2 separate regions of the Mus musculus genome follow, and region 1 is linked to region 2. The links are chromatin contacts, called in public Hi-C maps. All regions are on one chromosome and are shown on one strand. Each heading gives the region's core, a stretch centred on a gene start, on an enhancer-like site or on the middle of the called end of the contact. The rest is flanking DNA. Distances are from core to core; before and after follow the strand shown.

Evidence for each region. Hi-C and Micro-C count contacts between places; a contact is called where the count stands out from the background.
Region 1: a contact with region 2 is called in a Hi-C map of rod photoreceptor, with 4 times the contacts expected there. The contact joins two enhancer-like sites. A contact is called at or near these places in 1 of 484 Hi-C or Micro-C datasets (rod photoreceptor) and 1 of 115 datasets of contacts at active chromatin or transcription factors (embryonic basal ganglia).

Annotation. Positions count from the first base shown.
Region 1 is chr9:48,251,082-48,258,420 of GRCm38.p6, forward strand. Gm51672 (a long non-coding RNA gene) reads right to left here. Exons shown (of 4, transcript XR_003948154.1): 4 at 5,937-7,339. It also overlaps a transcript of Nxpe4 not described here. Among named protein-coding and RNA genes, the nearest start is that of Gm51672, 29 kb to the right of the region's middle. Within about 2 kb of position 1,705, at least 16 of the 459 cell types and tissues checked have an H3K27ac peak or open chromatin away from gene starts, as enhancers often do. A contact at or near this core is called in rod photoreceptor, where this site is marked.
Region 2 is chr9:47,774,284-47,780,955 of GRCm38.p6, forward strand. The region is part of intron 1 of Cadm1 (cell adhesion molecule 1); the gene reads left to right. Among named protein-coding and RNA genes, the nearest start is that of Gm10677, 41 kb to the right of the region's middle. Within about 2 kb of position 3,433, at least 34 of the 459 cell types and tissues checked have an H3K27ac peak or open chromatin away from gene starts, as enhancers often do. A contact at or near this core is called in rod photoreceptor, where this site is marked.

The DNA of each region.
Region 1 (7,339 bases), core at 455-2,954, 480 kb after region 2:
TTGCAGAAATTATTCTGAGCAGCTACAAACAAGCAAAGGGCAGGTTCAGCGGGAGTGGGCGGGGAAAGCTAGCACTGAAGCTCAAGATGCCTCCCAAGCTACCAACCAGAGTGTGACTAAACAGGATCCTAAGCCTTGTGGCAGGAATAAAGGATTGGGAAGTATATGTCAAAAGGGAACAGAATTGTTCCTCTAAAATATAGTTCTAAACCCATCAACGCACACCTCATATGTTTTCCTTGGCTCCCCATGACACGAGAGAAAAATCCACACTCAGCCAGGGAAACAAGCCAATGCAGCTATTACCACACACCATCCCCACCCCACCCCCAGCTCTCCCTTATGGCTCAGCAGTCCCTTCCCAGACCCTGTGCCCCAAACAGGCAGGGGCTCTGGGCTCCACCTGTCATCTGCACCTCTCATCCCTTACCCCTCTACCTAGAACACTCTTCATTGCTCTTCCCGCTCCAATGCTATGTAAGCCAGGGAAAACGAATCATCTCTGTGGCTTTTATCGGGTCACCTTATCAGGATTTATCGGGACACCTTAGTCAGGATTAGGCTGCTTTCTGTTGTTGTGACCCCAACTATAAAATTATTTTTGGTGTTAATTCATAACTGTAATTGTGTTGCTGCTATAAATCATAATGTAAATATCTGATATGTAACCCCCGTGAAAGAGTCATTTGACAACACCATCATCAGCCCCCAGCCCCACCCCAAAGGGGTCAAGACTTCACTGGCTGAGAATGGCTGTCCTGGAGCACCAGCTTGCTTCTTCTCTTTCATTCACAGGATGTGACTACCTCCAAGGACTGTATTCCAGTTCCCCTTCTTCCCCCTCCCCTTCCCCCTCCCCCTCCTCTTCCCCCTTCCTCCTCCCCCTCCCCTCCCCCTTCCCCTTCCCAGTTGCCTGCCTGCCTTCCAGCCTACTGTCAGATGTTCAGGAAGTCTTCACAGGACCATTATGGAGTTGGGTTGATGTTACTGAATTGAACCTCCAGGGTTTCTCCCAACTACCTTTCTACAACCTCTTCTATAACACCCCACCCTTCCTGTCCTCAGTTTTGTCTCCTATTTCTCCAAAGATGGATAGCACTCTCCACGTCAGGGCTTCCATCAACCAAGAAGCCTCACTGGAACCTGTGTGCCTGCCCTGCCTCTCTTGCCTGAGACTGTAGATCTTGAGCTGCTAAGAGACAGTGGAAGGGAAGGGCAGGCGGTCTCATTCCCCTCCCTCCCCCCACCTCCCTCCAGCGCTCCCCGGAGAGAAGCTGAGAGAAGCAGTTTCTCCCAACCTTAGCATCGGGACAGGTGGGAAAGCAGCAATAATCCAATTAAAGTGTCTGACACTCTGGCCAGGTGGCGCCGTGCTGGGGAGGAGGTGGCACACGGGGGCTGTTACAGGTTGTGTTTCACTGGCTGTGGATACCTACAGGGAGAACACTTGCCATAAGATTCGCAGATAAAAACCAGTGGCCTCTGCTTTCTCTCCAGAGTGTTTTTGTCAGAAATTGGTTTGGGGCAGGAGGGGAAGAGATCCTTTTTCTTTCTTTTCCCACCTTGAGGGCATTTAGAGGTGGTAGAAAGAGGAATTGTTGGAGGGAGGAAAGGAATAAATCAAAGAGCCGGCATGGGCTTGGTTAGAAAAGCCAAGAGTGTCTCCAGCAGAGCACGGCTGCTCAGGTGGGAGGCGGGGCCTCCACACGCCCGACTTAGCCCTTCCCTCTGCCACCCTTGATGCATATTTAGATTCTTGCAACTGCCCCAGCTCTGTGACTCCCTGGGTAGCGTCTGAACCCTGCATAAAGCCCTGGCACCATCCCTGGGAAGTTAGAAGAAGAATGAAGGGCAAACCATCCATGGTCCACTTTCCACAAAGGATATCGGCTCACAGCAAAAAGCTGGCCCCTGGAGGCGAGCCCATCCTTATAGGTGCGGGGTGCTGCGCCCTGCCCACCCCCCAGTCCTCCTACACAATATCCCAGCACAGTGGTGACCCCAAGGACCCTAGTTTATCACAGGTTCCAACTCACTAGACCACCTTTCCTTCCATACTTTTTCATCCATACCTGAGAGCTCCCACTCTGCTCAGGACTGGTCCAGCAGGCTTTCCACACCCCACTCCTAGCTGATTGGACTGGACCAAGTTAAATGCTCTTCCCTTCATTATTCGAAAGAGTTTTATTCTGATTGAAGCGAACAATATGAAGGAGCACAACTGAGCCCTGGCGCAGGATGAGAAGTTTCTTATATCTAAAGAGTGGTACTTCAAAGTGTCCGGTGGACAGGTTCCGCTGTAATTAGGGGGAGGAAATTGCCATGTAACTTAATTAATATCAAAATCTTTTCTTTTCCACTTAAGTACAAGACAGGAAGATGGCTACAGAGAGGGTGGGAAGAAGCTACTGACAGAGTCTGACTGGCTCAGTCATGGGCAGAACAGCCATAAACTTGTTTTCTAGATGAGTCCTTGGGTCAGAGAAGAACTCTAATGCCACAGGGTGATCCTTGCCAAAGAAAAGGACTTCTTCTGTCCCGATGCTCAGAGCATTGTGCAAAATAAAGTGAAGAACCAGGAGAGTTACCTAGATATTTCAAAGGAGAAATGCAGAAATCCTATTTTGTAAGAAGTGTTTACAGAAAGTAGTTTGGGAGAGCCTGTCCCTTGTTCTTTGCAGTAGTGTGTGTGTGTGTGTGTTGTGGACATGTGGTATGTTTGGACATGTGTGGGGGTAGTATATGGATGTATATGTGTGCGTGGTATGGATGTGTGGTGTGGTGTGTGCATGTGTATGTGTGCGTGGTATGTGTGGTGTGGTGTGTGTGTGTGTGTGTGTGTGTGTGTGGTGTGTGTGTGTGTGTGTGTGGTGTATGTGTGTGTGTTCATTCTCATGCTACAAGTGCGCATCTCATATGTGTGTAGGTAGATATGTTGACTCAGTACTAGGTGCCATTCCTAAGGATCTTATTTTGGGCTTGTTTGTGTTTTGGTGGCTTATGGGTTTTGTTGTTGTCTTCGTAGGTAGGTTGGTTGTGTTTCCGTTTTGGTTTTTTGAGACTTGGATCTGGAATTTACTGGCTCAGCTAGGCTGACTGACTAGCAAGCCTTAATTCTCTTCTGTCTCTACCTCTCCAGTGCTGGAATTACAAGCACACACCATCCCATCAGCATTTTTCTTAAACATGGGTTGTCGGGATGAAAGCCAACAAGCACAATACCACTGAGTGTCTCTGCAGTCCCATACCTAGTAATTGTCCTGGAAACCACCCCCTCTTCCTTCTGTACACAGCAGACTTCTGGGAATCTGCCTGGTTTCTCCTTCTCTCTCGATAATAAGTCCATCCCAGCCATTTCAACTCCTTCCTAAGTCTCCCAGAGCGGTCCTCCTCTGCCCTGTCTTCACCTGGTTTACAAGTAAGGTCCTTCCTGGCCCTTCTGTTTTTCTCAAACCCATTTTCCAACTGGCAAACAGGATAGGATTTTTTTTGCTTGTTGTTTGTTTGACCGCTTATTTGTTTTTTGTTGTTGTTTAGACAGTCTTACTATAACAGCACTAGCGGGCCTAGAACTCACAGAGATCCTCCTGTCTTCACCGGTAGAGTGCTGAAATTAAAGGTGTGTGTCACCACACCCAGCAACTGTGCTCTTTTAAATGAATGAAATCATGTCATTCCTCTGCTCAAAAGCCTTCAGCGGCTTCCCACCATGCTTGGAAATTATTGAAGGTTCCTCTGTGAGTGCTACCAAGACCCTGGATGATCTTGTCCATGTCTGACTTCCTTCCTTGTTCTTAGCGCCAGCCGAACTATTGAGATCTTCCTCACAAGATTCTTTCTTTGGGGGGGGGGGTCACTGTTACAGACTCCCTCTGTCTACTGGGTCTTGGCTTCCCTCACTTACAGTCATCTCTAGAGATCTGATTTAAATGTTTCTGCTCTGGGAATAATCCTAAGGTATCCAGCATGAAGTCCTAGCTAGCTACACACATAAAATATGTATACTGTTCTCTGAAACACACTCTGAAAATAGAACCAGTTAACTGGCCACATGCCTGCTTGAGATGGCTCTCCTTCCCTGAACTGTAAGCCAGGTAGGAGCAGAGCCTGGGGCTGTCTCATCACACCTGTGTGCAGCACTGTTTGCTCGGAATCAGAACAAACATTCTGATTCCCTCACAACTGTATTTCAGTCTCACCACAGGCCATGCGTAGGGTACATCGTTTTACTAAACTCACTTTGCGTAGCTTGAATCCAAAGCACTGAGGCCAGATATTGTCCACAGTCACGCAGGTAGCAGAGAGAGGGCCCAGCCTAGCCTCACCATTCGTATGGTAATCTAGCTACCGAGGAAAGAGGGACCCTGGATTAGTGAACCTGGAATACTTAGAGTAGAAGTGACCAGAGGCACTAGGCATGAGTCTGCAGCCCATGGGCGTGTCCTGTTCCACTCAACACAGTCTGTCAACAGTGTTCCTAAGCAAGTCTACATCCCCACAGCTCTGCCTAACAGCACCTACCTTAGAAAAGTATTGCTTAAGAACATACCCTAAGATGTGGCTAAATTCAGCAATGTTTCCCTTTGTATTCTCTGCCCTCTCAACCCAGCTTCTACCTCACCCATGTCTTCCAACGTGAGGACATGCAATAAATCAACAACACTGAGTGGAATATACAGAGATAACCATATCTTCCACACACCGTGCCAGTCACCAGCTCAAGATAGGTTATGCTCTTACAATTGATCCTGGAATTCTTCTCAACAAACTCATCTCTATATTTTGGAGACCGGGTTTCACTCCATCCTACGCTAGCCTAGAACTCACTGTGTAGCCCACGCCGCCCTCAGAGTCATAGCAGTCTCCTGGCTAGGCCTTCTGCAGGCTCACAGGACAGGTATGCACTCATCACAGTTTTTGAAGGTGTTTCCTACGGTTGCTAAGACAAAAAGCAAGTGCAACCCCAAAATCAATGTGAAATAGAAAGGCAAAGTGGCAGGGCCCAACATTTGAGAAGTTGTACAGTGCCCAACAGGTAGGTGTGCCCATCCCATTGGTAAGTATGACTATTCAGGAAAGAAATACAAATGCTTTATCTTTCAGTTTATAGCTTTGAATGGTCTCTGACTTATTAGCTTAATAATAGTTATGGAATTGCTTGGCCAGAGCTACTGTATCAATGTGTGGTATATGCATACATATGTGTGTTCTTATGTGTGGACATATGTATCTATGTGCATTTGTGTGGAGGCTGGTAATTTTTTTGAGACAAGGTTTGCCTATTAATCTTGGATTCATCTATTTGGCTACACTAGCTAGCCATCAAACCCCAGGAAACTCGCCCCTATTACCTCTGTCTCTACCTCCACAGCACTGGGATTAAGGCCACGCACCACCATATCTGGCTTTTGTGTGTGTTCTGGGGATTCAAATTCAGGCTTCCTGGCTTTCCTGGTTAGGAGTTTTCTACTGAGCCACCTGTCAAGACCCCAGAAATATAAGGAAAGAAAGAGAGGGAGAAAGAAAAGATAGAGGGGAGAGAGGGAGAGGAAGGAAGGAAGGAAGGAAGGAAGGAAGGAAGGAAGGAAGGAAGGAAGGAAGGAAAGAAAGAAAGAAAGAAAGAAAGAAAGAAAGAAAGAAAGAAAGAAAGAAAGAAAGAAAGAAAGAAAGAAAGAAGAGAAAGGGAAGGGAAGGGAAAGGAAGGGAAGGAAGAGAAGAGAAGAGAAGAGAAGAGAAGAGAAGAGAAGAGAAGAGAAGAGAAGAGAAGAGAAGAGAAGAGAAGAGAAGAGAAGAGAAGAGAAGAGAAGAGAAGAGAAGAGAAGAGAAGAGAAGAGAAGAAACTACTAAGTCTTTGAGCCTCTCTTGGCAATAGGCTCCCAGCAAAAAGTGTGTATCCAGCTTGTGCCCGCATGAATGGCTGACAGCACCAGGCTCACTGAGCCCCAAGGTTTGAAGGACAGGTCTGTAATTGACAGTATCTCTGCTGCCCTCCTAGTGCAGTGCCTTGAGCCAGAGGTCTCTCCAAAACAGCAAAGCAAAGCCTCTTAGCTCCCTGATTCACACAAGGTCGTGTGTTATCAGCCACAGATGTGAGCCTCGCAGCCTCCCGCTCTCGAGCACCGTGGAAATGGGTTTGGCAGATGGACAAAACGCGTAAGGTGACAAGCACTGTAAAGTTAGCCCACAGGTTGCTGGGACACAGGCTGTGGACCCTGCTCCTTTTGAGCTGCACCGGACATCTGGAGCAGGCTGTGAAGCAAGAGATCTTAGGATGCCAGCCCTAACAGACACTGCCACCCGGGTCTCACCCTCCCAAGGCCTCTGCAGAAGCATTCTTACTGCACGCTCTCCTGAACCGTCTTTTGTCCTCCCATAGAGACCGGGAGAGGCTTTGGGTCCATTGCGGATGTGTGTGTCTTCCTCCACTCACTGTCTCCCCTGTATGGGGTGAGATCAATTGCATGCCAGACACAATCAGCTTTCTCCCCGGTAACCAAGGTGTCAGAGGCTCAGTGGGAAGTGCTCAGGCTAGCCTACACATCCTCGCAGGTAATAAGTGAAATAAGGGGTGTGCTCTCTAGCCTCCCGGAGGAGCAGAGAACCACTGTCCAGGTCAACCAGTGTAAAGTCTCTCTTACAGAAATTATCCCACGTAGAACATTCTCTCTAGCTCACTTTCCCATCCTTCCTTCTCTCCCCACCCCCTTTTGAGGCCTCCGAGTCTGCCTGCTGCCTGAGAGGCTGCTGACTGGATCTGTAGCCTGCTTGGGGTACATCTCAGGGAGAGGGGAGGGACAGGTGCCAGATGCAGGCAACTCTCTGCTAGGTGTACAGCCCCTTCCCCAGGCCTGCCCACGTTAGGGAGGCTTGCAGCTTGGCAGCCTTCTAGAGCAGACCTCACCTTGAGTTCTGATCCAAACCGCAGCTGTCCGTCACAACCTCATCCCCAGCTGTAGGACTTACTATAATTTCATATAGTTATGTAGGTAGATATTAAAAAGGCATCTGGGAAAATGGATAGCGTATCAGGGCAAAGATTTCATAAAAGTCATTTTTTTTTTAACTGTCCAGCCATTGGTACCCGCTCAAAATCCTCTCTAATACACACAAGTTCCTCAAGGCCCTTTTCCTGATCTTAGAGCGCCCCCTTTGGAAAGGAGTCTCCTACTGCGTCTGGGAGCGCCTGCTTCTCTCTGGGCCTTTGAGGAGAGCAGAGAGACTAGGAATGGAGAAAAAAGGAGACCTGAAAAGAGTAAAAAAGGAGACGGAGCTGAACTTCAGGCAACATCTGAGGCAATGTGTGAGGGGAACTATACTTCACGTTCACACCTGCGCTCCC
Region 2 (6,672 bases), core at 2,183-4,682:
GCGCCTAGCCAACTTAGTGAACTCACACTAGTGAATGGCAGTCTCAAAACCCAAGGAATAACACTCAGGTTTGACCTCTAGACGGCATGCACACTCCACGAACATGCCCTGCACAAACACCTACAGCAGTAACCTTACAACCATACAAAACAAAGTCGCGTAGTTGCACTCAAACCTGTAGGATCGGTGTGGGGTTCCTCCAGGTCCGCTTTTCTGCTTTTATGAATAGATTGGTGGTGGGGGACATGGGTTGATCCAGTGATTAAAATAAGAATTTAATGCCAATAATCACCAACTATTGTCAGACATCAATTATGTATTGATTTGCTACTTCATTCGACCGGTGTATTTTTACCTAAGAATATCTACTGGTGTCAGGGTATAACTGTCAAGCTAAATCATATATTATTATTAAACTTTGTCTATGATCTTTTCTTTCCTCCAGTGTCATATGGAAGGGGGGTGATTACACCCCCACATGCATGCTACAGGAGAGCAGCACTTAGTGAAGGTTGCATTTCTAGAGACCTCAGACATCGCAGGCACACCCAGGAACTCATTAGTGAGCAGGACAGGTCTCAATGCTTGGTAGCTTTATCCCAAGCTCTTGCACTTAGTAAGAAAGGAGGAAATTATGTGTGAGGAGTGGCGGCCTACAGTGGGCGAAGAACAGGGGACGTAGAGGAGCCTATCAGGCTAAGGTGAGCTAGACAGGGGTCAGCCATCCCTGCTTATGTCAATATTTCATGGGCCCTTCCTGTGTTGAAAACTAGGACAAAGGGAGTGGCCAGTTTGCAAGTGTTGAGACTTTTTTTTTTGTTTGTTTCTTTCCATTTAGCCTTAGTTTTGGCATTTAGAAAGAAATGCCCTCTCTAAGGCTTGTACATCATGCCTGATTAGTCTGCCAGGTATCTGAGATGTTGACTGTGAAGTTTGCCAAGGAAGATGCTGTGTGGTGTTGCCAGCTTGATGCTGTCTACCCCTTCTCTCCTGGGAAGATGGACGTTGTTCTCGGGACTTACTATGATGGAGAGAGCCCGTAGAGTAAACCCTTTTTGAAAGCTGTACATTGTGTCTAATTCCAGTGTAGGCCCTCTGCCCACATCTGCTGTGTGCCTTGCGTTTTTCCTATACACAGCCGTGAGTAGGTGGTTTAACCTAAATGTTTCTCAACAAACATGTTTACTTTTTCTCTCTTCTTTTCCGTTAATTTTATAATAGCATGAGGTGATGGTTGACAGGACCTGGAATCATTTCCGGGAATATCTATGGGGGATTTCCTTGGTTATGGTCATTGATGTTAACTATAGGCAGGACTGTTTCCTGGGTAGGAGATCCTGAACTGTATAAATTAAAAACACAGCCTCTGACTTGTGCTCATCCGTCTCTGATTCCTGACTAGACGCAACATGATGGGCTGCTTCAAGCCCCAGTGCCTTGACTTTCTTGCTGTGATGGATTGTGCCTTGGACCGTGAGGCACAATGGGCTCTTCCTCCTTTAAGTTGCTTTCGTCAGAGTGTTCTAACATGATAACAAGAATAGAAATTAAGAGAGGTGAATAACATCTAAAATTCTAAGCTTAAAAAAATCCAACAGATTTTGAAGATGTTAAAAAGGTCTTGGTGATGATGACTGTATGATTGTAGAGAGATTTGAAGGATAATATAATCCTTTATGTAGAATTTTCAGAGTTGTCTTTTCTACAGCAGAGAGAGAGAGAGAGAGAGAGAGAGAAAGAGAGAGAACATTTCTTCACTCAAGTCTCCTTATAACCCTGTTAGAGAGATACCCTTTTCCCAATTTAAATATGTAAGAAAATTCAGAATTATAGATTTGCATCACCAGGAAGCGTTGAACCATAGCAAAGACTCCTGTTTTCCAAGTCTAATGCTCTTCTCCTTTCTCCTCTGCTGCCCCCTTACTCCTGAAAAACAAGTCATGAGTAATGAATGCCCTTATCACTTATCTCTAATTTCAGTGATGATTAATCAGCAGCCCACACTTGGATGATACTAATCAAGTTATTTGTATAATGGCACCAATTTGGATCGTTACTGTGCATCTCTGCCTGACATGGGCTTGGCACCGGGCAATCAGCAAGTGTGAGCATGGAATCTGGAAGGAAAGCTCCTTGCGCTGCTGCCTCTCTCCTTACGAGATCCTATCATCAAACTCTGGCTGAGCACAGCTCCCTGGTCCAGCGTGTTTCCTTCAGACTTAGCTGAGAACGGCCGCTCAAGCACCCAGAGGTTTAAATCCTAAGCCACCCACCACCTGCTTGCTGACTGGCAGATGATATAGTGAATAACTCACCAATAAGGGCCAATTTTCCAGCTAAGAAATTGTTGTTTCGTGTAATAGTCCAAAGCTGCTTGGGTTCCTGGTAGGAGGTGTAAGCTGAGTGGTGAGCATTCTATGCATGGTGATTATCGTGGATTTACAGCTGTGTCTCGAGCAAACCACAGTACATGCTCTAGAATAAGAATACGAAACATCTCTCGCCTTGCGTCTCCCCGTTTCCTGTGTCTGGAGTTATGTCATTTGAAGCTGACATTCACTTGGAGTCCAGATCTGATGTGCTCCAACTGATAGCCATACTTGCTTGTCCTGACTTCTCTAAGCTTTAAATTTGGAAGGTTTTCAGTAGCTCTTGTTGGCAGGGGAAAAAATGACCAGAAGAGATACGAGGAGAGACTGCTATTACAGTGATATTTTGGTCACATAGGCTGTCGATACTAATGAATGCCCTTGAAGCAGGTACTGTAAATGCCTGAAGCTGGGGCTGAGCCGCTGAGCCTGGATCAGTCTGCAGAATGGCTGTCTCCTCCTTAAATACTAAAGACCTGATTAGTGGCCTCTGGCTGTGGCACTGGTTTTATCAGTATCGCATATTGGAGCCTGGATTGCCAATGGATGGACAGCATGGCTCCACATTCCTGTCTGTGCTGGGCATGTTGTTTGGTTTTATTCCTGAGTCATAAATGAGATGTTGCAGAGTGTTCCATTAGTTCCCGCCATTCTTCTAGCATCATAAAATGCAATGTCCTTTTAGCTACTTCCCTGATACACTGGAATGGTTAGTACCAGCAGATCAAGGGTTAAACAGACTAGATCAGGTCCAAACACTTCTTAGTTTCCTTGTGGTTATGTGGGGTACAGTCAGAAGACAGCAAACCACATGGGAGTATAGTGGGGTTTAAATGAGATCACAGAGAATTTTAAATACATCATACCTAGTACGTTGAAAAAGAAGAACCTTAAAAATAAATTAGCTTTGGTTTTCATGCAGAGGACTTGAATTATGGCCCCTCTAGATAATAGTGGGAGTTGTCCTGATGCTAAAAAATTAATAGTAACAAGCACTTTAGAAAATCATTTGGCATTTTTGCCTCTAGACATAAAGAATAGCTGCTACTTCCCTTTTCTTCTGTATATTTGTAGAATGACAGTTCCTTGCAATAACCTTGTGGTTTTAAATATCTTACACTAATTGTTAATCTTTTAACCCCCTAGAGGCAAACATAAAGAGGAAAAGAAAACTCAGCTTTTAGTGAGTTGAAGCGAAAAGCGACAAAAGTTCAATCATGGTACCTTTTATCAAAGGGAAAGTGATACTGAGTCGGGGGTTGGAAAGCAGGGCATATGCATGGGCTATCTCCATTGAGACTGGAGGCTGGAGTTCTACAGAAATTCAATTTAGAGAATTTTGTTGAGGCGTAACTGGTAGGAGCAAGTGCTGAACGGTGTCTATCTCTGCTGTGCCTACTGCTTAGGGGGACTGGAAAGGCATATTTCAGTACCACTGACTGCAGCGGGAGCCATGTCCATGCTCCTAAAGTCTGTGCTTTTGATTTAGTTAGGAAGTTTTAACATAGAATCTGTGTAGCCCAGTCCTGGCTGTTGTTGTGCATATACTAAATAGTTGGCCACAGAGTTCTGGGTAAGAGAAAATTCTGTATAGTAACAACAAAACCTAATGTTTGTGCTTTGGGGTGACTGTCAAGTGTGGTAACAAGTGATTTGGATCTCAGTCTTACAAACCCTTTGTCTCCCTTGTGGATAGCTGTAGCTTCAGAAGTGGAGCTAGTTCTGTTACCTCAATTGAAGCAGCCATTTCCTGTCATCTCAGACTTTAGCTAATCTGGGGGCCCAAGTCACAACCCCATAGGATGCACTCCATCCACTCTCAGCTGCTTGATACACCACTCATCCCTTTTGTGTGATTCCCCTCCCCCCAACCCCCTTGTGCATCCGTGCTTTTGGACAGCAGGGCTTGCTCGGCCCCCTGTCACTCTGCAGAACCGTCACTTAAGAGTCCCAGGGAACGGCATATATCTTATTATCAGTTCATTAGCAAAGTGGCTGACACAGACGATCAACAGTTGGCCTTCAGCACAGCTCCACTTTGTCTGGGAGAAGCATAATGCATTTCGAAATGCTGGCATAGCAGCCAGCCTTGAGTTGGACTGAGGCAGCTCCATCTAACACTGTCCTTTCTTCTTTCGCCATAAACGCGCATCGCAGAATCGAGCCCATTGAGGGGAAAGCATTTGCTCTGCCAACACAATTAGTTTTATAAAAAGCCTCTGTCTTCAGATTGTTCTTCCCCAAAGTCCAAGTTGGATGGCTGTGGTTATTTTTTAATTAATATTTTTAAGAGCCTCCCTCCTTCTCCCAAGAGCCTCTAAGCAGATTTAACAGGCTTAAAAGGGACTCTTTCACAAGGTAACTTCAATGCCATCTCCCAAGCAAATAAAATTCCATTTGAGGGTTCTGTTTTTCCCCATCTCTTTTTAAAATTTTCCATAAAGCCTACCCAGTGGGGGCAGTTTTTCTTCAGGGTTAGGTAGTATTCGCTCCAAACAACAACAACAACAAAATACGTTATCTTGTTGCTGAAGGATGGAGCCATGCAAGCTGTCCAGCAGGAGCAGGAGTGGAGGGAATCTGTGCTCCTTCCCATCCAGCGTGAACAGCAGCAGGATTCAGCAATCACTAGTAATCTTTCTGGTTTATTTTTATATTCTCATTTCGTTTGTTGCTGTCAGTTTCTTTGATTCTTGCATTTTAATTGAAAAGCTAATTCAGACCTTTGGTTTTCACGACTGGCACCACTCCATAGATACATTCCGTGTGGTGGCTCACACCTCCTCCTTTTGGGAGATCAGACGAGCTTAGACCTTAAGCGTCATAATTGGCTTGGCCTTTTTAGTGGTGAAGGCCTTGATTAGGAAGTTATTGAACCTGGAGTCTTTCAAAGGGAAGAAAGCTAATGTGATGGTTGGAATTGAAACAGCACAGACACGCATGCTCTGTCACTACTTCCTTTGTCACTCACTTCCTTGAAAAGAGTTTTCATGTGTCTTTGCACAAAAGAGATGCCCATCCATGTAAATTCAGCTTGTACTGTACTTGATCCCAGTTCTTCAGCCTCCATGCTGAAAACCAATAAAGGAAACGGTAAAAATAGCGAAGTGTGTGTTCATTTTTAAAGTTGAGACTCTGGTCACCTTTAGTTTGGCATGGTATAAGGATCAGTCCCCTGGGAGGGAAAAGCAGAAATAGCTCTTCTTGTAGCTGAGATTAAAGAGTTTCATGGGGCCAAGAAAAACTTTACATAATTCCTTACAGTAACTTTTCTCCTATTTTAAAACCAGACTACTTTGCAGTCTGTAAGGTCAGGGTAGAATTATCAAAAATCTCTTCACTCTGGAAGATGTGTTGGCCTTAGATCTGTGGAAACCCCGGGTGCTAGGGCTGTGAAGGAGACATCTTGCTGTGCTGTTTCATAGCTCTCTCCACCCCAAGGGACTTCAAAATACAAGGGAGACAGGAGAGGCGAGATTTACAGAATCGGGCCTTTGTGTCCCTTGGTGTGGCTGATGCTCACGGAGACCTGAGCTGCATCCACTGTGGCAAGCCACCTGCATGAGCATCTGTATTCTCTCCTGTGCTTCCTTCCCTTGCATTGTGGAGTCAAAGGTGAAATTCCATCTTTAACCCCCGTATGGTTGTCTGAGCTGTGATTAATGAAGTAGATGTGACTCCCGGCACAGCTTTCAGAGGGTGGGTGGGAGAAAGATGAAATTTCAGCCTTAAAGAAAACAAAAACAAAAGCAAAATAAACATAAACCAGGCCTTTTGCTTAATACAGCTTTTAAAATTAATATCCATTTTCGAATGCCAAGAAAACAAAGGGGATTTCTCAGAAGTGTATGCAGCTTGCCACAATAGGCCTTAATTGGTGTCAAGGAGATGTTGGGATGAACGAGGAAATGCCCATTTAGCTGATAAAGACTGAAAAGTGGAACCTTGTTATGAGCTGTCATCTCAGCATGTATTTAAACTATAGCAAAACTGAAACATATTTGCCATATAGATCATAATGACTCCAAAGGAGCCATTATACTCTATTATGTAATTACATAATCAAAGCATGCATAGTAATCAGCTTTTGGAATTCAATGCTAATCAAACATACCTATACTATGTGTTTAAGCTAAAATAGAGAGCGTTAATTTGCCATTAGTCAACTAAACAAGAGTGTGTATACAGAATATTCATGAATAGCTTAATGTTGTGTCAGATACTTTTTGTTTTGTACGCGGGGGGAAATCAACAATTATACTCGAAGAAAAACCAGTACCAAGGATGAATACTCTTTAGCTCG